Regions from separate parts of the Mus musculus genome. Here region 1 is linked to region 2. The links are chromatin contacts, called in public HiChIP or PLAC-seq maps. All regions are on one chromosome and are shown on one strand. Each heading gives the region's core, a stretch centred on a gene start, on an enhancer-like site or on the middle of the called end of the contact. The rest is flanking DNA. Distances are from core to core; before and after follow the strand shown. Region 1 overlaps Slc30a9 (solute carrier family 30 (zinc transporter), member 9). Region 2 holds the start of Tmem33 (transmembrane protein 33).

Region 1 (3,053 bases), core at 108-2,607, 80 kb after region 2:
TATTGTCTTGGCTTGTTTTGGTATGGCTTCATTTTTTTTGAGATGGGTTTCTTTATGCAGCCCAAGATGCACTCAGACTTGATTCTCCTACCTTACACCTCTTCAAGTGCTAGGAATTTAAGTGTGTGCCTCCATGCCCAGCTATTTTTCAAGTTTTTTATCCTTATAAACAATGTAGTTTTGAGTCCCCTTGGGTTTATCTTTATTTTTCTAAGTCCTGAAACTAGGATGTCTTGGCCATTTATGTGCATTTATGATTTCTTTGTTGCTGTTCTCTCCATCTTCCAAAGTGGCGTACTCACTGTATTCTCCATCTTAGTAATGAGCTCTTACTGTTCGCTCTTCTCCATAGGGCTTGCTAGCACTGGGCATCAGCAAATCTGTTCAAACACCAGATCCTTCTCACCCGTAAGTCAATGAGATAAAGCCAAGGGATTGCAGAGATTTGAGATTTATATAACATCAAGTTGTTCGGTATTTGGTCATTTCCTTTGTAGCATGTAAAGTGCCACGGTCAAAGTAAATTCAAGGCATAATTTGAAAATGGAATTGAAGTATTTTTATGCTTTATAGAGCAGCCTAGAGCTCTTCTCTGTATTTGGTAATAACAAAACACTTATCTTAGAGTTCTGTTTTTTTTTTTTCAAGGAATATATTTCATCCCAAACTTAGTTGGCCACCTAATCTAAAATTTTGATGTTAACCCTTTTAAAATGCATATTTCATACTTACTCTTTCTTTAATGCTTTTCTTATCATTGAGAAATCTTTTGATAACATTTCAAAATTAGGTATTTATAAAGTAAGGTTTTTGTTTTAGAAGATATTGCTTTGAGTATGTCAGTGTCCTGATGTAGATATTTATTTTTGTAGCCTCTAGCTCCATATCCATTGTTATTTTCACTAGCTTCATTAATACAGATTGATCAAGTTAAGGCAAAGATGTGCCTTTATCTCTGTGAAGATGTCTATTTTAGTACTTTATAAACACTTTTTCTTAATTGAAACCAGGGTACTGCTATTTTAATAATAATAATAATAACTGCTATTTTAATAATAATAATAATTTAAAAATTATAAGTTATCTAGCATAGAGAACAAATGTTAACAAATTGTATGCCGGCTTCTTGCTGGCAGGTCCAGGTGAGAGGAGAGAGGTCCGGGTCTCTCTGGGGCTGAGCAGGATGGCGAGTGTCCACAGCCCAAAAGAAACACACCAGGGCCTGGAGTCTGTCGAAGCAGGAACTCAACTTTATGGCATCAGCCTCTCACTTATATAAGGAACATAGGGAGTGGGATTTTTGGTGGGTTAGATGACAGAGGAGGTGGGGAAGGGTGACAGAGGGTATGGCGTGACTGACAGGGCCAATGGCAAAGTTCTACCTCAGCAACGGTGGGCTAGAGGCAGGGCCAAACAGGTCTTGCTGAATCATCCCGATGCGGAAGTGACTGAGACAGGTCTCAAAACTAGAGCCAGGCTCGGGTTTATTCTCAAGGCCCAAACCAGGGCCAAAATGGGGCTCAACAATTGCACATCTACTATATTTTACTATCTCTTGAAAAAAATATTTTCCATACCAAAAATTTAAATAAGAGGGTAAAAATTTAAAGGTTTATGTTCCAAAGATTGCTTCTTAAGTATTTTCAATAGCCCATTTTAGCACTACCTAGTACAGTGACTAAATTTTGGACAGTAGTTTAAGGAAATTTAGATATGGTAGCCACATGGCACTTAATATAGCATCAGTAACAACCCTGAAAACAAAAACAAAAACAAAACAGAATCCACAGTGCCTTGAAAATACATATAATTCAAATTGGCATATAGTTGCTGTTACTTTGGAAAAAAACTTTTAAAACAATTTTTTTTCTAAGTCAAATTTGTAAAATATTGTTGCATCAATAAACTGGAATTCTCTATAGCTAGATTATATTTTTGCCTGAAGAGAATTTCAGTAATAATTCCAAATTTAGAATTGCTGTTTGAATGTGTATCTACCAGAGAATGCAGTCATGTTTGTGTTTAAGAGTACATTTCTCAGAAAACGTTTCTATTTCTCATAGTATGTCATAATTTTCAAGTGTCCTGAGAGTGCTGTTTTGGTACTTAAAATGATACAAAGTAATGGTTCATTTTGACCAAAGATAATTAGAAAAATAATTGATGTTTTCAAAATTATCCATGAAAACATGCAGAAAACTGAATATATTGGTTTACTTGTGTGCTAAACTCTTCAGAGCCAGCAGTAAGTTTCATGTTAAACTGTTGAGAATTAAGCAATAAAATTATGGGTAATATTTTCAAAGATCTTGCAATTTTTTCCATTTTGTATACTGTTTTTATTGAAATTTGAACTTTGTGCTTATAGTATTTAATATAAAAAATTATGCCAATTTAATAGTCCAAGAATGATTTTGTTTGTTTTCATTGACTTATTAAACATTTTGAAAGTTAGTGTTCATTTTTGTAAACTATATGATCTTTTTATCTTTCAGGTACGGCTTTTCAAATATGCGCTATATTTCTTCATTGATTAGTGGTGTTGGTATTTTCATGATGGGCGCAGGACTCTCTTGGTATCATGGAATCATGGGATTACTTCATCCTCAACCAATGGAATCCCTGCTATGGGTGATCCTCCTTTCCCCCACTCTCACTTTGGAGTACTGTGACTTAGTGGAAACCTTTCCATATTGTATTAGAGGACAGAAATAATTTGCCTCTTGGCTGTGCCACACAAGTTAGTTGTGGTTTTGTTTTACACATGAGTATTTATGATCTCTGAATCTATATAATTGTGTGACTTAAGACAATTTTTACTTATTTCATGTGTTTGGGTGTTTTGCCGGCATGAATGTCTGCATCACATGTGTGCCTGATGCAGGCAAAGGCAAAGAGGATGCTGGCTCTCCTAGACTGGGATTACAACAGGCTCTGAGCTGCCTTGTGGGTGTTGGGAATCAAACCCAGGGCCTCTGATAGAGCAGCCTGTGCTCCTAACTGCTGAGCCCTTAATTTGGTGATGTCACACAGGAGGGTCTCCGTAGGCTTTA
Region 2 (3,450 bases), core at 315-2,814:
AGAAAATTCGGGAATACAGAAGAGGCAGAAGGAAATCAAATTCTGCTACTAAGAGTAAAAAGATCACTGATCTAGTCAGCAACACTAAGTCTTAGAATGAAACTCATCTTGCTGATAAAATGATTTAGAATTTCCAGGCATCTAGAACTGTGAGGAAAAAGAAGTTGCGTTGTTTAAACTACTCAGTCTGTTGTATTTGACACCCCAGGTAAACCAAGATACACATGTGTGCATGTACACACACACACACATACACACACACACAAACACACACACTACCCATACATGGTGGGAGAGCCAGATTAAACAAATAATCAAAAAGAAATATTAGACAATGATAAATATTCTAAAATAGGGGACAAATTATACTCCAGCAATGCAGAGAAGATAATGTGTTAGCTGAGCTTGGGTGATAGGGAATCTAGACTGGAGATTGTGGGGACCTGAATGTGGACATTGGCCTTAGAAGAAAAGTTTACAACATTCTACCGAGCATCCTTTGACTCCTAGACAGCAGCTGACTGGCGCCTAGGCTGCCATGAATCATAAAGGCAATTGTACTTCTGAGAGAGTAGGAGCTTAGAGATACTCGGTTCCTAAGTTGGAGTATAGATCTGTAGTCAGCTTCCTGTCCTCCACCTCTCTCTTCTGTTCTTCTTTTTCATTTTTCTCTATGCCTCTTCTCCGGGTCTCTGCAGACGACACCCCCACCCCTGCATACCTTTTATCTAGCCAGACATGAAATTATGGAAGCCACATTCAAGTCTTCTTTCCTGTTCTTTTCTCCCACACCATCACACAATTCAGGATTTCATTGCTCTCCCTAGTTGTGTGCAATGGCCTCCCTATGATCTTTCTAATATAGATGATGTCACACTTCTGCTTAAAGTTGTAGCTTGGCTCCCTAGATTGCAGAGTTAAGTTCAGAAGTTTTGGCATACATGCAGGCAGAACACTGTATACATAATAAGTCTTTAAAAATATTTTTAATTAAAATATAACTTCATCATTTCTCCCCTTTCCTTCCAACCCCTCCCGTGCCCTCATGTAATGTTTTTCTTGCCACACACCCTGCCTCTCAGCAGTTCAAATCTTTCACCCCCCCCCAGACCCATTCATTCAGTTCACACCGAACTGTCCTGATTCATTCTGTTACTTTACCTGCTCTGTTCTCTTATTTGGAACCTCCTTCCCTTTTCATATACAATTTTTCCTTTCCCTTCAAGATTTATGGCCAGAATTACTTTTCCAGAAACCCCTGATTAACTCAGCTTGTGGTCGTTTTTGCTCTATTGTCTCTGAGAAGGTCAGTGTTATGTTCTTTTTTTTTTTTTTTCCTCCAAGCGTCTGTCACATAGCCGGTTTCACTAGTGCTTGAAATAAGAAAACTAAATCACAGGGTTTGGTGAATCGCTATCTGGAGAGATCATAGATATTTCTGAAGCTTCTGTATATGGAAGTAGAGAGATTTTTGAGGTTCGGAAGCCAGCGAGGAAAATCGCCTGAGTGCCGGTTAAGACGAAAGTTGCCTCGGTGGTTTTACTTAACATTTCCGTGCCAATTGGCTCGTAGGGAAGGTGGAACCAAAACAAGGAGAAAAACTGCATTTCCCGTCATGCCTCCGGAAACCACGCCCGGTGACTCTCAACGTCCCGCCTGACTCACGTGGAAACGAAAGGATCACTTCCGGTTTTGCAACCCCGGGAACCGGCGGCGTCGATCGGCCCTTTAAGGCCTTTCTCCGAAGCTCCGCCTTCGCTTGGGTCTTTCTAGAAAGGCAGCTTCGGTCTGGACCGAGCGGGGCAGGTATTACCGGGCCGCCATAGGGGGACTTCTGCGGCTGTGTGCTGCACGCGTCCGGGAGGGCCCGTTCCTCCGGGGGTTTGGGGTTCCTGCCGGCTCTGAAAGCAGGTCGGAGGGTCGTCGCCCCGCACTGACGTTTTGCTCTTCTTTGCTGTTGCAGCGTCCCGGGCTCCCGAGTGTCTCCCATGGCGGATACGACCCCGAACGGCCCCCAAGGGGCGGGCGCTGTGGTAAGTGAGCGGCCTGGTCGCCCGGCTCCATCAGCCGGAGTTGGCGAGGAGCAGGAAGTGTTTGAGAGGGCTAGAGGGTTCTAGAAGCCGCTGCCTGCCGGACTGGGGTTAGGGAGGAGCCGAGTGGCGGCCAGAGGAGCTCCAAGTTTGTTTCAAAGGCGACAACAGGCAGTTCTGGAGCAGGCGGCTGTCACCTGTCAGCTAGGGATGTTGGCCTCCTTGCCCCTTCCCACACCGCGGTCTCCGATCGTCTTCGGCCCCCAAGGTGGAAAATACCATCTATTCAACCCACATGCCTCGTGGTGCGCGTCGTAGTATTGCCCTTTGTACCTACTTCAAGCCTTTTAAGAAATTTTGCAAAGGGGAGAGAGTGGTGTGTTTCTTTGATTAGTCGTTTACAAAGAGGAGGACTGCCCGTTTGTAAACTTTATAATTAAAAATGTTGATCTACAGGTCGACTCGAGGTAGTTTTTGTGTTTTTGCCCTTAAATTGAAGTTTTGATTTTTTTTTTTTTAAAAAGCTTTTTACAACACCCCTGTACTGTGTACACGCACTTAACTTTGCTGACCCATTTGGAGATTTTTGATAACCCAAAAATACTTAAGTATTATTTTCCACTTCATTACATTTGGGGAATTGAACATGGATGCATTTTAATCTACTTTGTAGTTCACGTGCAGATTTCCTTAACTGTCCATTGTCCCTTCCCCTCTTTGGGAAGCAGCCATTGTGTTTATTTGTTCTGCCTCTTTACTCCCAGTCAGTCCATGGAAATCCCTCTATTATCTCTGGGCTTTGAAGACACACCTAGTTTCAAAAGTCTAGACCTGTTTTACAGAAGGCTCTAGAAACTGAAATTACATTTTGATTATGCCCTTCTCAGGACACAAGAACCATTTTATGTTGATTCTTTGGGGAATTAGGTATGATCCTGAATCAACTGATTTGCCATTGTAAAAATAGATTTCACCCTTTGTAAGTAAGAAGTTGTCTGGCCTAATACTTTGAAACTGTGAATAATTTGTCCTCAAGTCTTCAGTCCCATGATCCATTAAAATATTTTGTTGTGGAACTATATATACCAGGCCGTTCACTCTACTTAAACCAGCCTCTTCAGCTCCTTGATTGTGTAATGGAGTGTACGTACGTGCAGAAGACCCAGAGGAAGGGCTGGGTAGATGGGCTCGTGTTTATAAGTGAGTGCTTCTTTTGCAGAAGACCCTAGTTCAGTTCCTAGCACCCACAGCGGGGGGTGGGGGAGGACTTACAATCACCTGTAACTCCAGCTCCAGTGGGATCCCCTGGACTCCTTGGTTACTGTATGCACCACACATACTCACAGTTAAAAATAATAAAATCAAATCTTTAGAATAGATGTCTAAAATGGACACTTCAGTGACTTGCTAAAGAATGAAA

What was found. HiChIP or PLAC-seq counts read pairs in DNA pulled down with a chosen protein or histone mark.
Region 1: a contact with region 2 is called in an H3K27ac HiChIP or PLAC-seq map of embryonic stem cells, with 5 read pairs. The contact joins the enhancer-like site here to the promoter of Tmem33 in region 2. A contact is called at or near these places in 2 of 39 promoter capture datasets (liver and macrophages), 1 of 15 datasets of contacts at CTCF or cohesin (CD8 T cells), 2 of 484 Hi-C or Micro-C datasets (cortical neurons and nephron progenitors), 4 of 115 datasets of contacts at active chromatin or transcription factors (the SCID.adh cell line, bone marrow-derived macrophages and embryonic stem cells) and 3 of 9 other capture datasets (adipose tissue, liver and pancreatic islet).

The regions. Positions count from the first base shown.
Region 1 is chr5:67,339,599-67,342,651 of GRCm38.p6, forward strand. It overlaps Slc30a9 (solute carrier family 30 (zinc transporter), member 9), which reads left to right. Exons shown (of 18, transcript NM_178651.4): 10 at 353-408; 11 at 2,496-2,631. Among named protein-coding and RNA genes, the nearest start is that of Slc30a9, 34 kb to the left of the region's middle. Within about 2 kb of position 1,358, at least 10 of the 459 cell types and tissues checked have an H3K27ac peak or open chromatin away from gene starts, as enhancers often do. A contact at or near this core is called in embryonic stem cells, where this site is marked.
Region 2 is chr5:67,259,001-67,262,450 of GRCm38.p6, forward strand. Tmem33 (transmembrane protein 33) reads left to right here and starts at 1,565. Exons shown (of 8, transcript NM_028975.4): 1 at 1,565-1,806; 2 at 1,964-2,033. The coding sequence starts at 1,989.